Linked DNA regions of Mus musculus: all the other regions are linked to region 1. Evidence: chromatin contacts called from public HiChIP or PLAC-seq and promoter capture Hi-C data. All regions are on one chromosome and are shown on one strand. Each heading gives the region's core, a stretch centred on a gene start, on an enhancer-like site or on the middle of the called end of the contact. The rest is flanking DNA. Distances are from core to core; before and after follow the strand shown.

Region 1 (3,246 bases), core at 594-3,093:
AGAAAACTAGCATGAACCACACTCCTGGAACAATAAAATTCACTTTGAGGCCAAACAGCACATCAGCACTGATAATAGAAGATGGGGGGCCTGGTAAGCTGATTTGGGGGCTTCTGGAGATCACTGGAAGATGTTTCTGGAATTCTACTATTCTAAAAAAAATAATAAAGTGGGAGTCTGAGCCTCTGAGCTCCTGAACCCGTTTCTCAAGTAGCACGCTGTTATAGGATATATGCCGCAGTTAGATGTCCAGAATCCTGGATGATGCAAAAGTCCTTAATCTTGGTTTTGGAGGGCTTTGTGCCACCACAGGTGTGCCACCATTACCACCAGCCCCATCAAAACCTGTTTCCTCAATACAGCTTCTCAGTGACAGCCCCAGGCAGTCTACAGCGGCAGACGCAGCTCCATCTTCTTTCCCTTACCACCACCAAAATCCTCAAAGTTGGGGAATTTGTATGTTTGGTTTGATTTGTTGAGACTTGGTGTCAGGCAATCTCAAGCTGGCCTTACACACCCAAAGCAGCTAAGGATGGCCTTGACATCCTTAACGGCTACCTACATCTAGGATTACGGGCAAACCCCACTGATGGCCAATTCCAATGTGCTCATTACTAGTACTATCAACTGCATCTTCAGAGGATTTAACTGACTAAAAACTCAAGCTAAGGAAAGCGAGAGGTATACAAGAGATCAATACTTTCCCAAACTTTTCTACAACACACAGAAACAGTAGAAGACACCTAATACACCCCCATGCCCTTGTGTCCCAAGACAGAATACCTACTGTAGGCGCAACACACACACACACACACACACACACACACACACACACACGATGGCCATGATCTACTAAACTGATTTCCAAGCCACTCATGGGAGTGTCTGAAAGACACTTCAACAGACCAAATCTTAGAGCTGCAAACCCCCAGCTACAAAACGAGCAGCTGAATAGCCACATACAGCAAACACAGTGACCAGGATGGTAGTGTCCAGTCGTGATGCAAGACCCTCCCTGGGTGCCACCATTTCCCAAGTAATCCAAGGTGATCCCGTCTCGCCTCTTGTGACCGCTACACAGTTCCTCATCTAAGTCTCAGCGTGTAAAGCTCACTTACTGCGTACAGCGGGAAGCAGTATTTCTTCTGTCCCCTTTAAGACCTCGAAATTTAACAGGTGGTATCTGTCGTGTCTTTGTATTCGAGATGTGTGGTGACATACAGAAAAGGGGCGTTCCACCTCTCCAACTCTCAAGTCTTAACCCCACCCCCCCACTAGGAGAGGTCTTTGGTGAACTGAGAATACAGGGAATCCCCGGTGCAAAAGGAGTCATTCAGCCTGACAGAAGCAAAAGCAAAGACTCCCTCTTTACACCACAGAAGTTTCTAGCAAACTCATCTCCAGGCCCAGCAAGAGAGAGAAGCAGATAAAACTGCGGGAGACGCGTCAAAGCAACCGGCCTAGCCACTTAACCCAGGCAAGATCTCAGCCCCCATTCCCCGAGGCTCTACATCCCGAACTGGATAAGCAGGTGGGCGCATCGGGGGCGCGTGGGAGGCGCGGACCCCGAAGCCTTTGGCAAAAAGGCAGCGAGAGGGTCCAGATCTGAGGCCTCGCGAAGAGTGAGCACCCTTCTCACTTGACACTGGGTTTCCAGTAAGGCCTGTCCTCACCCCTCCCCGACAGCGCCTCCCTTATTGCAGAGAAGAAACCGGGAAAAGCAGCGCGAGGGGTGCGAGGTGTTCCCCTGAGCCCCCACCGTACCGCGTTAACAGCCTGGGAATCTCCCGCCACGGACCCCCGCTTGGCAAGGCCCCGCCCCGCACGCTGCGCCTGCGCGCCAGGGGTTCTCCGTGAGTGCGCGCGCACTTTCTACGTGTGCGGCGTGGGGGCGGGTCCTGCGGGAGCCCCTCCCCGGCCCTCCCTCCCTCCTTCTGCTCCCCCTCCCCCACGCGCTGCCGCGGCCGCCGCAGGAGCCCAGAGCTCTAGCCGCCCGGCGACTCCCCCTCCCCCTCCCCAGCCCCGCCCCGCCCGGAGCCGGGGCTCCCGAGTCGGAGCCGAGTCTGCGCCTAGGGGTGAGTACGCGGACCCCTCCCCAGCACCCCTTACTTGGCTCATAGGATCTCACCACCACCCCAAGGAAGGAAAAAAAAAGCACCCGGACTCAGCTGCGCGTCCCCTCCCTTCCACCTCCTGCGGGACCCAGAGGTGCCCGGGCCCCACGGGACCCAACGGAGGCACGCTTTGTCCCCAAACCCGCACCGTCCCTGCCAGATGTGAGTCCTCCCACCCCTGTCGGGGCTCCAGATGTGCGCCGTCCTCTACCCCCGCCCCTCAGGAATATTCCAAGGCGTGGGACCCCTGCGTCCCGGCCCTCGAGTGCCACTCTAGTTCCACCTGCTCCGTCCAGGTGTGCGGCCCCTGCGCGGCCCTCCTCCGGTCCCAGCTGCTCCCCAGCCGCCGGCGCCGCTGAAGGGAACCACCCGCCTCCGCCCCCGAGTTTTGCATTCTAGGGTCGCCAAGTCCAATGCCCTCGGTCTCTCTCTTTTTTTTTTTTTTTAATTCTTTTTCTTGTTGCTGGGGACGAAGCCGGCCTCAAGCAAGGGGTTCATGCTTGGGCAAAGGGCAGGGCTCGAGGTGTTAGCACCAGACGAGTAGCTGCCCCAACCCTGGTGGGGACTGATCTGCGGGCTGGAGAGGGCGGCCGGCCCGGGGAGCATGTCCTCTCCTGCGCCCCACACAGAGCAGTTCATTCATGAGCCGCCCGGGCCTGCGTTGGAGGGTGCGGTGGGGAGAAGATTCAGACGCGAATCCGGAGTAGGCAAAGGCCCTATTGAGGGGGAGGGGGCGCGCTTTGTCCCTCCCGGCCGTCTTGACCGCCTGGTGCGGACTGTCCCAAAGCTTGTCGTTGTGTTGCTCAGAAAAAGCAAGGATGCCCGGGAAGTGGGGAAGAGAGGTCAGAGGGGCTGGCTGCCCTTGGAGCTTTGTGCTGCCACCCGCCTTGGTCCCCTGATCGGAAGTCTGGCGGCCGGTTGCTCAGAGGGGCTTGGGGCTCTGCTCTCTACCGAGTACCACTCCCTGACCCTGAACCTCCTCCCGGTCTGCAGTAGTCGGGTGAATGAGATTGTACCCAACGCCTCCTGAAGAGGGGACCACAGCCCTCTGCCTTCCAGATATAAGAGAGAAGGGGAAGGGGAGTGGCTGCCAGGCTCAGGTGGTGGGTATGCTGCCAGCACCTTTGTCCTC
Region 2 (3,037 bases), core at 428-2,927, 580 kb before region 1:
GCCCTGATATTTATGGACCTGGGACAGGGAGTGGCACAGATCTGCCTCGAGGTGTGGGGTTGGGGAACCCAGTAGGTTCTCAGTGTTCTCAGTGGATCACCCCTGCTTCTCTAGTCAGGAATGTTTCTCCCCTCGTGACACTGCTAGAAGTAACCTTTCACCCCACCTCCATCCTTAGAGTCTCATCTGCTCTTTGTGTCCTCGCCACACCCACACCATCCCCCAACCCAGACATCTGTTTGATTGCCTCTAGCCTCAGAGAAGAAAAAATGTGCTCATAGTTGCAGCCCTGACTTACCGTCACGGCAGGGCAAGCTATAGGATATGGCACCTCAGTGAGGCATGTCTGCCCACATATAGAATTACCCTGAAAGTGTCTCAGTCCGCCCTGCCTGTCCACTGTTGTCACAAGTGCCCTGGTCCCTAGAAGAGAATGCGAGCCTTGGCAGGAGTTGGGTAGGTAAGTAAAACAGGCTAAGGTGGCAAATCACACCAGGGAGCCTGCCAAGTGAAGGGTTCCTCTGCCTTCTGGAACAGACAAACAAAAAGTGCCATCGAGAGCTGGCCCTGTGGGGAGAAGGCCAGCTCCTGGAAGCTCCCATCAGTTTCTAGAAGCTTTGCCTGGCTCCTCTTTAGTCAACGGCCTTGGTCCTACCTGGTTTCCCAGGCATACACACCCACACATCCACACCTTCAAATGTTAGGCCCTGGTTAACCTACAGTGCTCTGGGACTTTTCTAGGTCCCCTCCCTCAGGCCACAGGAGTCTCTGTGGTTAGATCCCTACTCCAGGTTGAGCACCTACTGGGGCGAGGCCCTCTGGAGGACAGCCCCTGTGGTTGTATGTTGTTTGTTCTCTCACCCCAGGAATGTGGTGTCCTTTCTGGCCCTCCCAGATTCCTGTGCAGGGAGTCAGCCTGACAGCATGCTGCTTGTGCCCTGTGGGGACACGTTCTGCCTCCTGTCAACGGGGCGGAGGCTGGTGGCTCGTGCTTCACTATTACAAGCTCTCCCCCAAATCCAGGCCAGGAACCTTAGAGAGGAGAGTCCTACTCCTGCTTCCCCGCCCTCCTCTGCCCCCACCCTGCTGCCCCAGGCCTGCTGGAATGTGACAGGAGTCATGGCCAGGGCATGTCCCAACAGTAGGAACACATGCTTTAGCCCGCAAGACCGCCTTCAGCCCCCAGCTCTGTAGCTCTGTTTGGGTTGATGGGGGTAGGAAGAGGTTTGTATTTTTTTTTTTTAAATGCTCAGAAAGCCACCTAGGGTTACTGTTTGCACTGATCACTGGCGGCTGCTGCCCCCATGCGGCAGCCCAGCTTATTACAGGTACGCCTCAATCCCGGGAAGCTGAGGGGACTTGGCAGCTCACTTGGCCCAGCCATTGGCAGTGGTGTGTGTAGAGCAGGCTTTGGCAGTGGGGAGCACGTTATCCAAGCGCTTGGAGATGCTGGAGCAGCCTTGGGCCTCAGCTCCCCGGGCTCGGGGTTAAATGTTTTCTCTTTTGAGCGTGTGTCGGTACTTACTTAAGCACAGTGTGCTTGTGGAGGTCATCAGGCTTTGCAGCAAGCATCGTTACCTACTGAGCCTTCTTGCCAGCCCCCCACAGTTACGGTTTATAGACTAGCGGTTCTCGGCCTCAGGGCTGGTGACCTTTGCCTTGCCACCTCCGGTATGCTGGCTGCCCTGTGTGTGGTAGGTTTAGTCGATATTCTGACTTTGACTCACCGGTAGTACCTCCCCATCTGCAGATTGTGAAAATTAAAAATGTCTCTAGACATTTGCCTGTTAACCCTGGGAGAAGCAGGGGGTAAACTCACCCTGGTTGAGAATCACTGCTCTGAACTGCTGAGGTTTGGATTTTGTTTCTCGGGTCTGCCTTCGCTCATTGGCAAGTTTATTGTACACTGTGGTACACAGAAATGGTCTCTGGGCTCATTTAGTCATTGCTAGGGGGTCTGCCGTACCATCGTCATCTTGCTCCTTTGCCAGGCCCTTTGTAGTCTCATTTGTAGTCTGCATTCCCCAGGATTCCCAGCTCTCTGTAGACTCTGAGAAGCCTAGGAGTGAATGGGACACAGACCAGTACCGGCCTATTCCAGAGCAGGGTATGTGCTGAGCGGAGGCAGCGTACGAAGTACATACATAAACACGCAGGCGTTGTTAGGGGAAGCCAGGTACTCGTTAATGCTAGCTGGTTTCCTTTTTGAGTTGATTTCACTTCATAAAGCAGGCTACTCTCAGACTATTGATCTTCCTACCTCTGTCGCTTGCTCCTAAGACCCACTGTGCTGTGGTCTCTTTGCTTACTGTTTTCTGGGAGCCTTCAGGTCCCAGACTGGACAGGCAGGCAGCTGACACCGGGTTTCCACTTTCTCCCCTTCTCTGGTTTCAGGAGCTCTTGGCTAGAGGAAGTAGAGGGGCCGTGGGATGTGGAGAGCCGAAGGCTGATTCCAGGAGAGCAGAACAGAGAGCTGCCAGCGAACAGACGGTATGTCCCGATGAGGCCTGCATTCTATACTTTGTTCTCTTCTGGGAGGCTGGTAGGTGAGCAGCCATATAGGTGCTCTCTTCCAGTGGGAGCCAGCACAGAAAGGAGGTGTGGCCAAAGGGGCTTGGCCTTTGTTGGCAGTGTCCAGAGAGCACTCTCAAGCTTGGAGACCCTTATCCAGGAGCCTGGGCTGGGTCGCTATCCCCAGACTTAGAAGATTTGTTCACAATTTATGGAAGGAAAACCTGAACTTAACATTGCCTAGTGCTGAGCACTGTTTTTGTTTTAGACAGTCTCGCTATGTAGCCCAGGCTGGCATCTGCCTTCCCAGTGCTTTAGATTGCAACTGTGTGTCACTGGCAGTGTCTCTCTGTTTGTTTGTTGAGGCAGAGTTCCAGTGTGTAGGATTGGCCTGAGGTGCACTGTAGACCAGTCCTGGAGCTTCCAGAGGTCCACTCTGCCGGCCTAATGTGGCAGTGCCCTTGTGGACCAATGGAGTCTGCACAGCAGCCTAGGAACTGCTGCTGCTTATACCCTCACCTACTTG
Region 3 (3,272 bases), core at 264-2,763, 640 kb before region 1:
TTCAAGGCTAGCCTGGTCTACAGAGTGAGTTCCAGGACAGCCAGGGCTACACAGAGAAACCCTGTCTTGAAAAACAAAAAACAACAAAAAAAAAGATTTTGAATTCATTTCTCTCCCTGTACCTTCTGTCTCTGTTGTCTAATATGTCATTTATCTGTGTACTGTGTGTATGATTAATAAGGGATATATATATATCAGAAAACATGGCATGTGAAAGGAATAAGGACTTTCTTCTAGAAATATTTTTAAATAAATTTAAACAGATTGAATACACAGTAGGGAAACAAGACAGGTACATAATTTTAAATGTCTCAAATCTTTAATTTGGTTTCAAGGTCTTCAGTTTCTGAAGGCAAATATTTTGGGGGGAAAAAAACCCAAACTATTCCCACAACACTGAACACTCTCATGAAGTCAGTACCAATATACACCTTGCAAACATAAAGCTAAAATGAAACTAATCTCATCGCGCTGCTAAAATTGGTGGGTCAGGGTCCGAACCAACATCTATCTGGATAACCAAAAGTTTCCGTTCTTCCCATCACTCTGAAATATTTAGGAATGACTAAGCAAAGCACGTGACCTGAACACTTTTTTTTTAAAGTTTATATGTATGTGTGTGCAGGTGCTTACAGAGACCAAGAAGGCCTTGGATCCCTGGAGCTGGAGCCTTCTTACACGGGTGCTGGAAATCAAATCCAGGTCCTGTGCAAGAGCAGGAAGCACTCTTCTTAATCTTTGAGCCACAGCTTTAGACATAAACATTTTAAGGCCTTGACATAAACATTTTAAATTATACAAATTTCACAATACTTGGGTTGGTATTATCATCTCAATCGAAAAAAAAAAAAGCCAAAAAAAAAAAAAACAAAAAACAAAAAACCAAGGCTCAAGTAAGTTGGATACTTTCAAGATCTTGTAGCCTTAGGATACAGGAATAGCCTTTTGTCCTCAAGCATTCCTCAGCGTGGCAGGCATGTTTGGATTTCCAGCTCTTTAAACGCTGTGCATTTGTCAACTAGTATGCAATAGGTAAGCGAGAGCGAGCGCTCCACGTGCCAGGGTCTTAATGAATTTGCACAAGGACAGGACTGGGTGGGTCACTGCGCAAGCCAAAAGACAGAAACGTGCGCAAACACCATCGCGCTCCCGGGACAGCTCCCCGAGGCAGAGCTGTACGCACGCGCAGAGGCTGGCACGCGTTAGAGCATCCTTACCCCCATGGGCGAAAATAACCAAAAACTGCGAACAGCACCCGTTAACAGGTCTTCCTGCCTCTAGAGGGCCCTAGCATCGTGGCGCAGCACCCTGACCTGGCAGCGCGTCCTTTCTCACCCACAAACACTTGAGATATTAAAACAGCTCAAAGGCGCTTAGGTTTCCAAGTGCGGGAGACAGGAGGGTGAACGTAAGTACCAGGATCTAGAAACTGGCCTGCCCCGGGGACAGCGACTTCCTCTCCAGCCCCGGAAGTACCTCAAGAATGGGCGGGCTCTAGCTCGAAGCGGAAGCAAGGGGCGGTCCCGCCTAGGGGGCGGGGATTCAGCGGGGGACTCAGTCCCCGAGCCTTGTCACTCTTGGCTTCCGCCCGGGTGAGGTGTCTATGGAGGGGCTCCTGGCCCAGCTGTGTGGCACGGACGCGGCGCGGCCGCTCCCGCTGTGGGAAGGGGACACGACGGGCCACTGCTTCACCCAGCTGGTGCTCAGCGCCCTTCCCCACGCGCTCCTCGCCGTCCTCAGTGCCTGCCACTTGGGCACCCCAAGGTGAGACTGCAACGAGGCACCAACTCACATCGCTCCCAGATGTCCCTGGGATTGCGAGGTCTCTGTAGGGCAGAAGCAGAATAAAAGCTGACTGTTCGCACTCAGTTGAGCAAGCCACCTACCTTCTCGGAGTCTCCGCAGTTTTGAGCGGGTTCAATGACACAAGGCGTTTAAACACCGAGTGCGGCGCCTGTCATATCCTTAAAGTTGCCAATGCATCTCTCTTGCAGAGTTTTAAATGTCCTAGTGGAGCTGCCATGAATTGGAGGCAAACTTAGATAAACGTTTTAGCAAAAAAAAAAAAAAAAAAAAAAAAAAAGGATGCTTGTATAGGGCCAGTGGCACGCCACTTCCATCCAGCAAGCCCTGCTATCCCTAGGCTAAAAGCCCATGTAGACTCTGCTGGAGAGAAGCTGTAGGAAGAAGAGTAACGAAATCAAAATCTTAGAACTAACTTGGCTTTGTGTTGTGAGGTGTTGGTGCTACACTCGCCTTGATTTTATATTTAGTTCTTGGATGGCCAAGTTAAGTCCTTCTGTCCCTTTTGCAGAATGAAGCAAAAGCCTAGAAGAGGTTAGTACAGACACCCACAGCAAGCCTGCTCAGGTCAGGCATGTGAAGCCTTTAATCCCAACTCTTGGGAGACAGAGGCAGGTGGATGGATGCCTGTGAGTCCAAGGCCAGCCTGGTCTACAAAGTGAGTTCCAGGCCAGGCAGGGCTAATAAGAGAGCGCCTGTCAAAAAAAAAAAAAAAAAAAAAAAGGGGTGGTCTAGTCTAAGCTTTTCTAGAGGCAGAGGGATCTCAGCTTGGGCCACATGAGAGGGAACAAAAGGAACTAAAGTGTCTAGTTTATAGATAAACATTTTTTAGGACTGCAAAGAGCTTAACAGACTCAGTTGAGTTGTTTTGTGTTGTTGAAATAGGGTGTCATTCTGTATGCCCGGCCTAGAACTCAAGGAGATCTGCCTGCTCCTGCCTTCTAAGTACTGGGATTAAAGAAATATGGCTCCAGCCTCACCCTCTGCTTTTTTGATCAGTTGGTTGATTGATTTTGCCCAACTGTATGACTGTGCACCACTTGGGTGCAATGCCTGAGGAGGCCAGAGGGGAGGGCATCAGATCCCCTGGAATTGGAGTTTCAGACAGCCATGAGCTGCCATGTGAGTGCTGGGAACTGAACCCTTGGTCCTCTGTAAGAGCAGCCAGTGCTCTTAACTGCCCGGCTGTCTCTCTAGCCCCAATTTCATTCTTTTTAAAAATACTGGAAGAGTTTTATGCATAAGAGTGTTCGACAGCAATTATTCATATGTGCTACATGCATGTCGGGTAAAAGATGGCATTGGGTGCCCTGGAACTAGTGTTACAGAGGACAGTGAGCTATCATATGGGTGCTCGGAACTGACCTCAGATCCTCTGCAAGAACATCTCTACCAACCCAGTTTTCTTTTATGTGAACTTGGAAATGCATTCTGATAGTCACTGCTATAACTTTTTTCTCTTTGATTTT
Region 4 (3,387 bases), core at 768-3,267, 600 kb before region 1:
AGGGACTGACCCAGCTCCCATCTTGGGCCAGGGAAATGGGACACCTCTGTGCTATGAAATGTTGATGAGCTATAGAGGGGACCTCGCAGGAGTAGCAGATGGAATTCCTGGACGATTGTTCCGGCTGTCACCAGAGAAGACTGGCAGGAAGGAGAGCTGGATAATTTATGGAGGGACAGATGCTGAGGCTTCTCCGGAACCATCTGGTCAAGCGGGGCCTGGGCTTGGGGTAGATTGATGTCTTTAGGTCAGAGCAAACTGGTTGGCCACGAGTCCTCCCTGTTTCCTTTACCTGGCTTCTTCTAGTCCTGGAGTCTTTTCAAAAGGGCCGTGCTCCCTGAGGACACAGAGGCAGACTTCCAGCTGACTCCCCTCTCAGGTTCTCCTTTGTTGCAGGGTTTGGCCTTGCCACCATCCCCGCCAGGGCCCAGAGGTGTCTTGGGGCGGGGGGTGGGGCATGACTCTTCTTTCCCACTGCTAGATTCCAGAATCTTCCAGCCACTCACTTCCAGATCATTTATTGAATAACAAATCTTTACTGAGTACCTACTTTGGTGCAAACAATTTAGACACTAAGGGCACTGTGCTGAATGAGGAAAAAAATTAGGAGTTTTCATGATAGTAGGACAGATGGTCAGTAAACAAAGAAAGATTTAATATGATGTCAGATAATAATGGTCTCCATGTGAGTAAACGTTAAATGAAGCAGTTGGGTGTGTGTGTGTGTGTGTGTGTGTGTGTGTGTGACTGGGATCCTGAATGACCACAGACGTGATCATTTGAACAAGGACACACCTGTTGGTGACTCCCTAGAAGGAGAACATTCCAGCCACAGGAAACAGAAAGCCGGAAGCCTCAACATGCTTAGCAGGCCCCAGGAAAACCTGCTGCCTAACCACTGTTGTGGGCTGTGCACCTGCTATGGGACATCCACACGTGCTCTTTGACTTGAAGAGACGTTAGGGCAAAGGGACGCAGCAAGTAAAACAACAACTCTGGAACCGGAGAGGTGCTCAGCCGTGAAGAGCATCTGCTGCCCTTGCAGAGGACCCAAGGTCAGCTCCCAGCACCTACATGGTGGTTCACAACTGCCTATAACTCCATTTCCCGGTGATGCCATACCCTTTTCTGACCTCTACAGGCTCCTGCATGCACATACAGAGACGTGGGCACATACACATAAAGTAAACTCATAAATAATTATGGTACAGGATATCTGTTATAAAGTTCGGTGTAACTAGTTAGAGCCGTCTAGTAAAAGGAGCTTCAAAGAGAAGGCTTTTTGGAAGCGTTGACAGTTTAAGAATGGCAACTGAAAACTGGGCCTACCGTCTAATACCCGTAATACCAGGTGCGTCTCGATGCTTGCCTGGGCTACATAATGAATTTGAAGTCAGCCTGGGCTGACTCTCCCCTCCCTCCAAAAACAGTATAAAATTGACCTCCTGAGTGGAGGAACTGGATTGCAGATCTCAAGGCTTGATTTTCTGATAACACAAGACAATTTAAGAACCTGAAGACTTTTGGGAGAGGTGGGAAGCACGGTTGAAAAGGGTGGTAGAGACTGGGTCGTGCGTTATCTTCCGTTGAGATGAAAAGCTGGCATTTTCCTTTGCCTTGTGTGGCACCCTGAAGTCAGAAGCCAGAGGCTCTCTGTGAGTTCAAGGTACAAAGTGAGTTCACATTCCAAGGCCAGCCAATGAGGCCTGATGGGTGGGAGTGGCAATGAGAGTCGGGGTACGTGGAGGGGTGTGTTGGTATTTTTCTTTGTATACGAAGCATCTTGTATTTTTTAAGCGTTGTTCTCTATTTTTTCCCACAGTACCAGCCTTTTCCCCTTTCTCACTGTTGAGTCCTACTTCCAACACCGACTTCCTTCTTCCCTTACCAGGTCTGCAAAGGAGGAGATTCCCACTTTCCCAGCATCACCAGGAGTCCTAACGCTTTACCCCGAGGCCCCGCCCCCAGGCCCGCCCCTCCGATGACGCACGGCGCCCGGTGCGTGGGGATTCCCGCGGTCCAGGCCCCTACCCGGCCTGCCCCGCGGCAAGATGGCTGCCTGAAGGAGAGGCCCCGGCAGAAAGTTTGTTGTGGGATTTTTGAGTAGTCGCGCTGGGTGGCGAGAGTTGAGGGGGTTTGCGGAACTCTAGCATGGAGTAGAGATGGAGGGAGGGAACAGCTCCGAGGTGGAGAACTAGGATGCCAGGATGGAGGAGGGTTGGAGGCGGAAAGAAAAAAAAATGCCGATGGGGGCGGAGGGGAGGGAGCCTGGAATTTGGTGGCAGCCCTAGGGGAGGAGATGGGGCGGGGGTGGGGGGTAGCCAGAAATAGGTGTGGTTCGGCTTCTGGAGGAGCAATCGCTCACGGATTGAAAAAGTTACTTCTCTCAGAGTAAGGAAGCCTGGAGCGCGAGGCAGAGGCCTGACTCCCCCAGGCCGGTGGGAGGGGAGATGGCTCTCGTAGTCGGGAAGGGGTAGGAGTGAGATGTGGAGCGTGCAGGGCGGGTCTCCCAAGGAGGGGACCGAAGCCAGTCGTGTGACCCTCTTCCAGGCTTAGATTAGCCTTACCCATAGCCCCTATAGCAACGTCTGCCCCCATTTCAGCTTGAAGACCCAAGGGCCCCAGGGACTGGAAGAAATCACATTGCCTGCTTGGAAAGAAGAGGTAGCAACTTGCCCCAGCCCAACCCCAGAGCGGGTAAGATGGTTTGCAGAGGCAGGGTTTTGAGCGATAATCTCCCTGGGAGAGGATCCATGGATTTGGTGAATCAGTTAATCCGAGAAGTTTGCTTGCTCTTCTACAGAGGTTTTTGTTTTTTGTTTTTTTGTTTTTTGTTTTGACTGTGATCTTTAGTTGGTGTTTGGTAAGACTGCTGGCTACCTTGTGGGAGCTGGTGTAGAGTTGAGTGTTGCTTGCCTTCAGCTGTATAAACAACTCTGGGCAAGTAGACGGTCCACTAAAAATAGTCTTCCTTTCTTAATTGTTTTGTTTATTGTTTTTTGAGATAGGGTCTCACAGGGTAGCTCTTCCTGGCCTGGAACTCTCTATGCAGAGTGAGCTGAAAGTATTCTGGCGGATTCTTGTCACAAAGCAGCTCCCTGTTTGTGTTACCATGTCTTCTTCCATTTTCCCCCTCAAGTTGTCAAATGTGCCATTCTGCCTGGAAGTAGTAGACCTGCGGTGGGTGGCAGACGATGGGGAGTCACAATCAACTTTCTGATGGGGTTCACCGACGTTTAGGTCATTTCTATGAGCAGCTCCCGAATTCACTCCTGGTGCATGTCTGCTTTGGCATTTTTTTTTCCTTTTTGGTAAGAAGATGTTATTGGTGTTCCTTGGTTGTGGCCTGGGGGAGCTGTGTCCCAGGTGAGGGAAAGTCGGGCTAGG
Region 5 (3,456 bases), core at 375-2,874, 810 kb before region 1:
GCAAGCTGGTCAGAGATGGTCCCTACCCCAACTCAGTACCTAGTAACTTCTATGTTCTCGCTGCTTCTCAAATCTACCCTGCTCAGAGAGGGGCAGAGAGAGGGAACCCTTGCCCCAGCACCTTCAAAAGCCAGTTCAGGAGAGGAGTCTGTTAAAGGGATGAAGAACAAAACAGCCACAAGAAAAATGCAATCCTGTTCACGGAGGCACGTGTGGGTGGGGCTGGGTGCGTGTGGGGAAAAGGTCTGACTCACCCGGAATCCAAGGGGCGTGTCTGGGGTCAGAGAGCCAGGATCACAGTTTCCAGTTTGAATCAACTCTGCTGTTTAGGACGGTAAGGCTCTGCAGGTGGCAGAGCAGAACCACACTGTCTAAAACTTCTTTTGTGAGCCTGAGGATCATGGCTCATAGCACTAATCCCAGCCCCGGGAGCAGAGGCTGGGGAAATCTGTGAGTTCCAACACAGCCTGGTCTACACTGTAAGTACCATGATGGCCAGGGATATGTAGAGAGACCCTGTCTCAAAAAACAAACTAACAAGTTGTGTGTAGCAGCAGGTGCCTGTAGTTCTAGCACTTGGGCGGTGAAGGCAGGAGGATGGCGAGTTCTAAGGCCATCCTTGGCTACAAGTCTGACGTCACTGTGCGTTTATGACAGCCTGTTTCCAAAATAAAGAAAAGAAAAAGAAAAAGCAAGAAAAGTGACTAGGGGAGAAAACCCAGATTCAAAGGTTTTCTCCAGGCTATCACACTCTGTAGACTGTTTTGTCTCATTTCTTTGAGACAGGGGTTAACTCTGTAGCCCAGGTTGGCCTGGAACTCATCCTACCCTCTGCCTCCAGAGTGCTGACATTGGCGCTGAAGGTGGAGAACTATCAACAAAACACACCATGCGCTAGCCAAGCATAAGCACAAACAGGTTCTTTCCAATCCCCTGGCATTTTTTGCCTACGATTGATTCTTTGTCTTTTAAAAGATTCTCCCAGAATTGCTTTAGAGTCCACAGCTTAGGAGTTTGTTCTTGCATGGGGCAAGGGAGATCTACTTAAAAGTTTTTGGAGCAGAAATACAAGAGTTCTAGGTACAACTTTCCTACTGGAGGAGTGCTTATCCAGACCAGCTTATCAAAGCCTTGCTAGCCCAAAGCTGGGTCTGGGCTGTCACTTGCTTCCAGTGTGCTGGACAGGGACACTTGACCTGCGCATGGAACGTACACATATAATCCAGGACCTTCCATAGCCAGCCGGTCCCCTAACCATTACGAGGTCCTAGTCTGCAGATCCCCTAGCCTCCGGTCTAGCCTGCGGGTCACATGAGCTGCGGGTTCCCCAGGTTGAATGTCTACTAGCCAGTGGGTCTCCTATCCGGCAAGTCCCTAGTCAGCCGGTCCCCTTAGCCTACAGGTCCCCAGCCTGCGAGTCTCCAGCCCGCGTCGCCTCACCACGCGGCTCCAACTCAGCATCAGCCACGTGCTCAGTGAGCACCTTCCCATAGCGCCGCAGCCGGGATACGATCCGCGAATACAGAGCTTGGTCTTCCCGCCCGCCGCGGATGCTCCCGCAGAAGTACACAGAGCATGGAACCAGCTCCCCGGATGCCGCCATCGCCGCGCGCGGGCAACCGCTGCCGCCGCTACCACGTGACCTGGGAAAGCGACTCCCAGAGGTAAGGGGACCTTCTTCAAGCTCGCTCTCTTCCCGGATAGGCTCTTCCCGAGCCAACCCGCTCATTAGTTCTGACTCCTCCCCGTGACCTGCCCCTCCCCAGCTCCTAGCTATTCAAGTAGTTCTGTACGGATCTCAGTGCTCTCAAACTCTGTACGGGATCCATAGGCAACTGTGATTGGCTCTCATTAATCTTTCCAAAATTTAAAAAAGATTGTTAACTTATTTTAAAAATATTTTATTATTCATACATGTATGTAGTGTTTTAATCAAATCTAACCCAGTCTCTCTCTCCCCTCCAATCCATCTTCTATCCCCTACACCAACTTCATTTTTATTTATTATTTAAAATAATTATTATCTTTGATTATTTTATTATTTTATGTGTATAGGTGTTGTGATGGTTTGTTTATCCTTGGGCCAGGGAGTGGCACCATTTGGAGGTGTGGCCTTGTTCAAATAGGTGTGACCTGGTTGGAATAGGTGTGTCACTGTGGGTGTGGGCATAAGATCCTCACCCTAGTTGCCTGGAACTCAGTCTTCCACTAGCAGCCTTTGGATGAAGATGTAGAACTCTCAGCAATGCCTGTGCCATGCCTGCCTGGATACTGCCATGCTCTCACCTTGATGATAATGGACTGAACCTCTGAACCTGTAAGCCAGACCCAATTAAATGTTGTTTTTTATAAGACTTGCCTTGGTCATGGTGTCTGTGCACAGCAGTAAAAGCCTAACTAAGACAGGTGGTTTGCCTGAGTTTATATCTCTACATCATGTGCATGCCTGATGCCCCAAGAAGCCAAAAGAGCACAATGAGCTAACCTGAAACTGGAGTTACAGACACAGTGAGCCACCATGCAGGTGCTGACAATCCAACCTGGGTCCTCTGGAGAGTGGCCAGTGCTGTTAACCACTGAACCATCTCTACAGCTTCCCTCCCTACCCACTGAGCCCATTAGTGCTACCTATGTGTGCACCGGTGTGGAACCATCTACTGGAACAAGTACAGGCAGCCTCTCAGGGTCGTGCCTGCCTCACCAGCTGTTAGCTGTCAGCAACGCTTCAGCTATTGGCATGGGGCCCTTCTCCACACAGGGTAGGGTTTGGACCAGCCTGATCGTGCACGGGCAGTCATAGCTTCTATGAGTTATGTGTGTAACCCCACTGTCATGTCCAGAAACAATGTTTTCATGGCAGTCCCTCTGTCTTTCAACCCACTCTTCCATGGAGATGGCCCATTTACATTCAAACACTCTACAGTCTCCGAGAGACCCTATTAATCTGCAAAAAGAAGCTCTTCTGACGAGGGCTAAGGAATGCTCTAATTGATGGGTACAGAGATATGGAATCGGGCAAGACGGTTACACTTTCTAGAGCCTGACTCCCCACCATTTCCATGGCCACCGCTCTGGCCCTGCCCCTCCCCAGATCTCCCCATTCCAGCTCTTCCTACCACAGTCTGCTAGCCACTCTGAGGAGATGGAGAGCCCCTCAGTGACCCCACCTTAGTTAGGATAAAACCAGGGGGGGCCAGTGGCCCACAAGTTACAGAAGAGCTGTGAAATGCATTATTCTATCAAGGACATGGCCATTGCCGCTGCCACCAGCACTGGTCTTAGGATGGACACCCTGGGTCTACAGAAGAACAAAACTCTCCACAGCCACGCCTGGATGCATGCATGCATGCATGCACAGAGGCCACCACCCTCATCCTCACTGCTAAACTATTTCCTATTGATAGGTTACAGAAAAGGGGATGCTTTCTGCCGTCATCCACTGGGCACCGCACTGAG
Region 6 (2,954 bases), core at 30-2,529, 520 kb before region 1:
AAAATCTAGATTAGTAATACTGACACTCTCCATTTAGATATTAGTCATGTTAATACTAAACTGGATCTAAGAGAGTACAAAAAAAAATGCTAGAGATATACCCATACAAGTTGAATGTCAACCCCTAGAATTAGCTTTCAAAACTAAGGGTGCCAGGAGGAGTCAGTGAACAAGCAAATCTGTGTATCATCTGAGTTTAGGTCACAGGCCTATTCGGGATCACTCTGGTGCTCTGTTTCTTTGCCTATGTAAAATTCTTCACAATCAAAGACAAAGCAAACAGAGTTGTTTGATTCCAAATCCTGTGCCACATACATCTATATGTTGGCGCTTACTCTAATAGAGAGAAGCTCTGTTGAAGGTATTAGCGTTCCCAAATAGCAAAAGCTGAACTAGACCCTGGCGCAGAGAGCACCCGGGACGCAAGAGAATTACTTCCAGGAAACCAAAGTGCCCCGGTGCAAATAAATGCAAAGCCGGTGGTAAAGCTCGTCTTCGCGCAAAAACAGCCGGAGACTATCTCACAGGTATAAACGAGGAAGGAGCGTCACAAATTAGCCCAGAGATGGCCAAGACTCGAAAGATAGAGGTATGTAAGGATGTAAGAAAATGGACACACGGGGATCTAGAATCAGCACAAGTCTGGAGTGATCAGCAGGGAAGAATGAAGGTGGCACTGGGGCAGGAATTTGCACGTGCGCTCCCGGAACGCCAGGGAATGTGGGGTTTGCCCCGGCGTCAGAGCCGGCACAGCCTGCGTGGGTGGAGACCGCGGTGTGATCTAGAGTGAAGAGAAGTGAGGAGTGGGCAAAAAAGCCACTGAGACATGGCGAGGAGATGTGCAACAGTTAGGGACCCTTGCGTGTGATGCAAAGGCAAGCGCGCAGGCAAGAAAAGACTCAAGTGGGAGGAGGTGAGGGCCGCGACCAGAAGCCACCCTCCCCACGGGCAGTGGGAAGATCAAAGGCCGCATAGGCAGGAGACAAACTGAGTTTGGAGAGGCCGTGAGGGAAGCCTGGGATAGGGTTCTCGGGGCAGGCCCAGGCCGCCAGGACCCCAGCTACCTTGAGGGCTTCCAGCCGGTAGCGCTGGGTAGAGCTGGGGTCCATCATGACCGTCACCGCTTTCACTAGCTCCTCGCACAGCGCGTTCACTTGCTCCATCTCCATGGCTAGAGCCGGGAACCCCACCGGCGTCCCGGGAGCACGAGGTTACGCACAGTTCCCCTGGCGGGACCACACGTTGATACCGGGCCGCGGCGGGCTGGGGGTGGGGAAACGGGAGGGAGGAGCGTGAGTCCCAGAAGTTGGAGCTGGGAAGAACCCAGCGCTGCGCATGCGCCGGAGCCGCCACGGCGCATGCGCGCGCGGAAGTGGCCGCTTCGGGTGACGGCCGCGCCTGGCGGGGCGGGGCTGGGGAACGGAAGTTCCGCGGTGCGCAGGCGCGTCAACCGTCCCTCGCGGCGCGCGCGGTGCTGAACTCCAAATTTCCTCTGGGCTTGCTGTGGGGCGTAAACCTGCAGGCTGGAAGGGCTGTTGGCTCGGCGGGAGCCTAGGGCTACCTACTCGGATCTGTGTTATCAGATTACACTCACTTGCTCCTGGGAAGGCGACGACGACATCTAGACGCTGTCATTGGACTCCGCCCGGAGCCCGCAGCTTCGCTCTTGGCAGTTTTGACAGGTGTCGCCTTGGTAAGGACATTAAAACACGGCTCGGGATCGCTATATCGGATGGCTTTTGAAGCCTTGGCTGTCGCTTTTACTTGGGGGTGACTGGGCCGAAATGAAAAGCATGCTTACTGGGAGAGAAGGCTCTAAGAGTGTCTCTAAGGAGAGTTTTCTTGTAGAAAGAGTTTTTCTTGTAATTTTTAAACCTTCCTCTTCACTGGTCCATATTTTCTCGTGCGTCTTACTACACGACCGACTCCCAAACGTGCTTTTGTACAGAATGGGATGAACTGAGATGTTGGAAAACGCATCCCAACTATACCTCTGGGAGGCTGAGGCAGGAGGATTGCTTCCAGTTTGAGGCCAGACTGAGCTGCAAAGTGAGACCCTGCCTCACGAAACAAAACCCATCCCAAATTTACGTAGTCTTTTACGTTTTGGCATTGTGCAGACTTTGCCAATACATAAAAGTACGAAAGGAACACATAAAAGACTTAAGGCTGTATCATCTCTTATCCTGCATATGTTTTAGGAGGTGTTTTTCCACTTAGTAAATTGTTGCCCTTAAATCACAGCTTCGCTTCCAGTTTTACCTCTGATATTTATATTGAATATGGTACTTATCCTGTATTGATTGCGACAATACATTTGCCACCTTCTAGCTTTATCTGTTCCAGTACTACAGAAAAGCCACGCCAGAGCACAAGGACGCCTGACTTAAGTGTAAAAGGTTTCTAAACGTACGATCATTTTGTTTTAGGTGAGGGGCGAGATTTGTAAGGTGTTAATGCTTTGAACATTCAGTATCTTCTTAATTATTTTCTTTACAGTAATTTTGCAGCTTTGTAGTAGTAGTTGCTTGGCACTGTTTTCAATGTGATTGTTTATTTGAAAAATAACTGTTTAAAGTTACAGTTGGGTGCTAGCTCACTCATCTGTATAACCTGTTTCTTGTATTTAAATCATGAATTTCCTGTGTTTCTGTAAAGTATTATTTGTGATAGGCCATTGGTATGCAAAGCTACTGCACATTGGAATTGTCTCGAGAGCCTTTAAGACTGTCTGCGTCATCTCAGCGTTTGGTGGGAGGAGCAAGCAGCTCGGGGCTCATCCTTGGATGCAGAGCAAGTTTTGAGGCCGATTTGGACTACATGGCATTCAGAACCATTCTTGAAAACAAAAAAAGAAATTGCACAAATAGAAAATCACTAAACATCACAAAGTAGTCCTCACAGGTCGGATCTATTCATAGTTGCATAGTTATTGAAAATTTGCAGAGAAACGG

The links. HiChIP or PLAC-seq counts read pairs in DNA pulled down with a chosen protein or histone mark. Capture Hi-C pulls out chosen DNA fragments and counts their contacts.
Region 2: an H3K4me3 HiChIP or PLAC-seq map of bone marrow-derived macrophages shows a contact between it and region 1, with 3 times the contacts expected there. The contact joins the enhancer-like site here to the promoter of Mrpl14 in region 1. A contact is called at or near these places in 3 of 39 promoter capture datasets (liver, neural stem cells and pre-B cells), 3 of 484 Hi-C or Micro-C datasets (CD4 T cells, CD8 T cells and neutrophils), 14 of 115 datasets of contacts at active chromatin or transcription factors (the 230-238 cell line, astrocytes, bone marrow-derived macrophages and 11 more) and 3 of 9 other capture datasets (adipose tissue, liver and pancreatic islet).
Region 3: a contact with region 1 is called in a promoter capture Hi-C map of liver. The contact joins the promoter of Abcc10 here to the promoter of Mrpl14 in region 1. A contact is called at or near these places in 3 of 39 promoter capture datasets (maxillary cranial neural crest, neural stem cells and pre-B cells), 7 of 115 datasets of contacts at active chromatin or transcription factors (double positive thymocytes, embryonic forebrain, large pre-B cells and 4 more) and 2 of 9 other capture datasets (liver and pancreatic islet).
Region 4: a contact with region 1 is called in an H3K27ac HiChIP or PLAC-seq map of embryonic stem cells, with 4 times the contacts expected there. The contact joins the promoter of Tjap1 here to the promoter of Mrpl14 in region 1. A contact is called at or near these places in 7 of 39 promoter capture datasets (the C10 cell line, the SN4741 cell line, embryonic stem cells and 4 more), 1 of 15 datasets of contacts at CTCF or cohesin (large pre-B cells), 1 of 484 Hi-C or Micro-C datasets (regulatory T cells), 8 of 115 datasets of contacts at active chromatin or transcription factors (astrocytes, embryonic forebrain, embryonic midbrain and 4 more) and 2 of 9 other capture datasets (embryonic stem cells and liver).
Region 5: a contact with region 1 is called in an H3K27ac HiChIP or PLAC-seq map of large pre-B cells, with 4 times the contacts expected there. The contact joins the promoter of Dnph1 here to the promoter of Mrpl14 in region 1. A contact is called at or near these places in 1 of 39 promoter capture datasets (hippocampal neurons), 1 of 15 datasets of contacts at CTCF or cohesin (large pre-B cells), 3 of 115 datasets of contacts at active chromatin or transcription factors (astrocytes, large pre-B cells and pancreatic cancer cells) and 1 of 9 other capture datasets (macrophages).
Region 6: a contact with region 1 is called in a promoter capture Hi-C map of liver, with 2.8 times the contacts expected there. The contact joins the promoter of Xpo5 here to the promoter of Mrpl14 in region 1. A contact is called at or near these places in 6 of 39 promoter capture datasets (cranial neural crest, embryonic stem cells, frontonasal cranial neural crest and 3 more), 1 of 15 datasets of contacts at CTCF or cohesin (the NIH/3T3 cell line), 3 of 484 Hi-C or Micro-C datasets (CD4 T cells, CD8 T cells and embryonic stem cells), 33 of 115 datasets of contacts at active chromatin or transcription factors (the 230-238 cell line, the SCID.adh cell line, T-cell acute lymphoblastic leukemia and 21 more) and 4 of 9 other capture datasets (adipose tissue, embryonic stem cells, liver and 1 more).

What each region holds. Positions count from the first base shown.
Region 1 is chr17:45,684,946-45,688,191 of GRCm38.p6, reverse strand. It overlaps Mrpl14 (mitochondrial ribosomal protein L14), which reads right to left and starts at 1,843. Exons shown (of 3, transcript NM_026732.3): 1 at 1,765-1,843. Tmem63b (transmembrane protein 63b) reads left to right here and starts at 1,974. Exons shown (of 24, transcript NM_198167.3): 1 at 1,974-2,075.
Region 2 is chr17:46,264,336-46,267,372 of GRCm38.p6, reverse strand. It overlaps Tjap1 (tight junction associated protein 1), which reads left to right. Exons shown (of 10, transcript NM_001252474.1): 3 at 2,395-2,490. Among named protein-coding and RNA genes, the nearest start is that of Lrrc73, 12 kb to the right of the region's middle. Within about 2 kb of position 1,677, at least 111 of the 459 cell types and tissues checked have an H3K27ac peak or open chromatin away from gene starts, as enhancers often do. A contact at or near this core is called in astrocytes, bone marrow-derived macrophages, embryonic stem cells and 3 more, where this site is marked.
Region 3 is chr17:46,326,264-46,329,535 of GRCm38.p6, reverse strand. Abcc10 (ATP-binding cassette, sub-family C (CFTR/MRP), member 10) reads left to right here and starts at 1,513. Exons shown (of 21, transcript NM_170680.2): 1 at 1,513-1,764. The coding sequence starts at 1,604.
Region 4 is chr17:46,281,656-46,285,042 of GRCm38.p6, reverse strand. Tjap1 (tight junction associated protein 1) reads left to right here and starts at 2,017. Exons shown (of 10, transcript NM_001252474.1): 1 at 2,017-2,083; 2 at 2,604-2,697.
Region 5 is chr17:46,494,957-46,498,412 of GRCm38.p6, reverse strand. It overlaps Dnph1 (2'-deoxynucleoside 5'-phosphate N-hydrolase 1), which reads right to left and starts at 1,624. Exons shown (of 4, transcript NM_207161.3): 1 at 1,441-1,624. The coding sequence starts at 1,603.
Region 6 is chr17:46,201,136-46,204,089 of GRCm38.p6, reverse strand. It overlaps Xpo5 (exportin 5), which reads right to left and starts at 1,279. Exons shown (of 32, transcript NM_028198.3): 1 at 1,065-1,279. The coding sequence starts at 1,169. It overlaps Polh (polymerase (DNA directed), eta (RAD 30 related)), which reads left to right and starts at 1,449. Exons shown (of 11, transcript NM_030715.4): 1 at 1,449-1,693.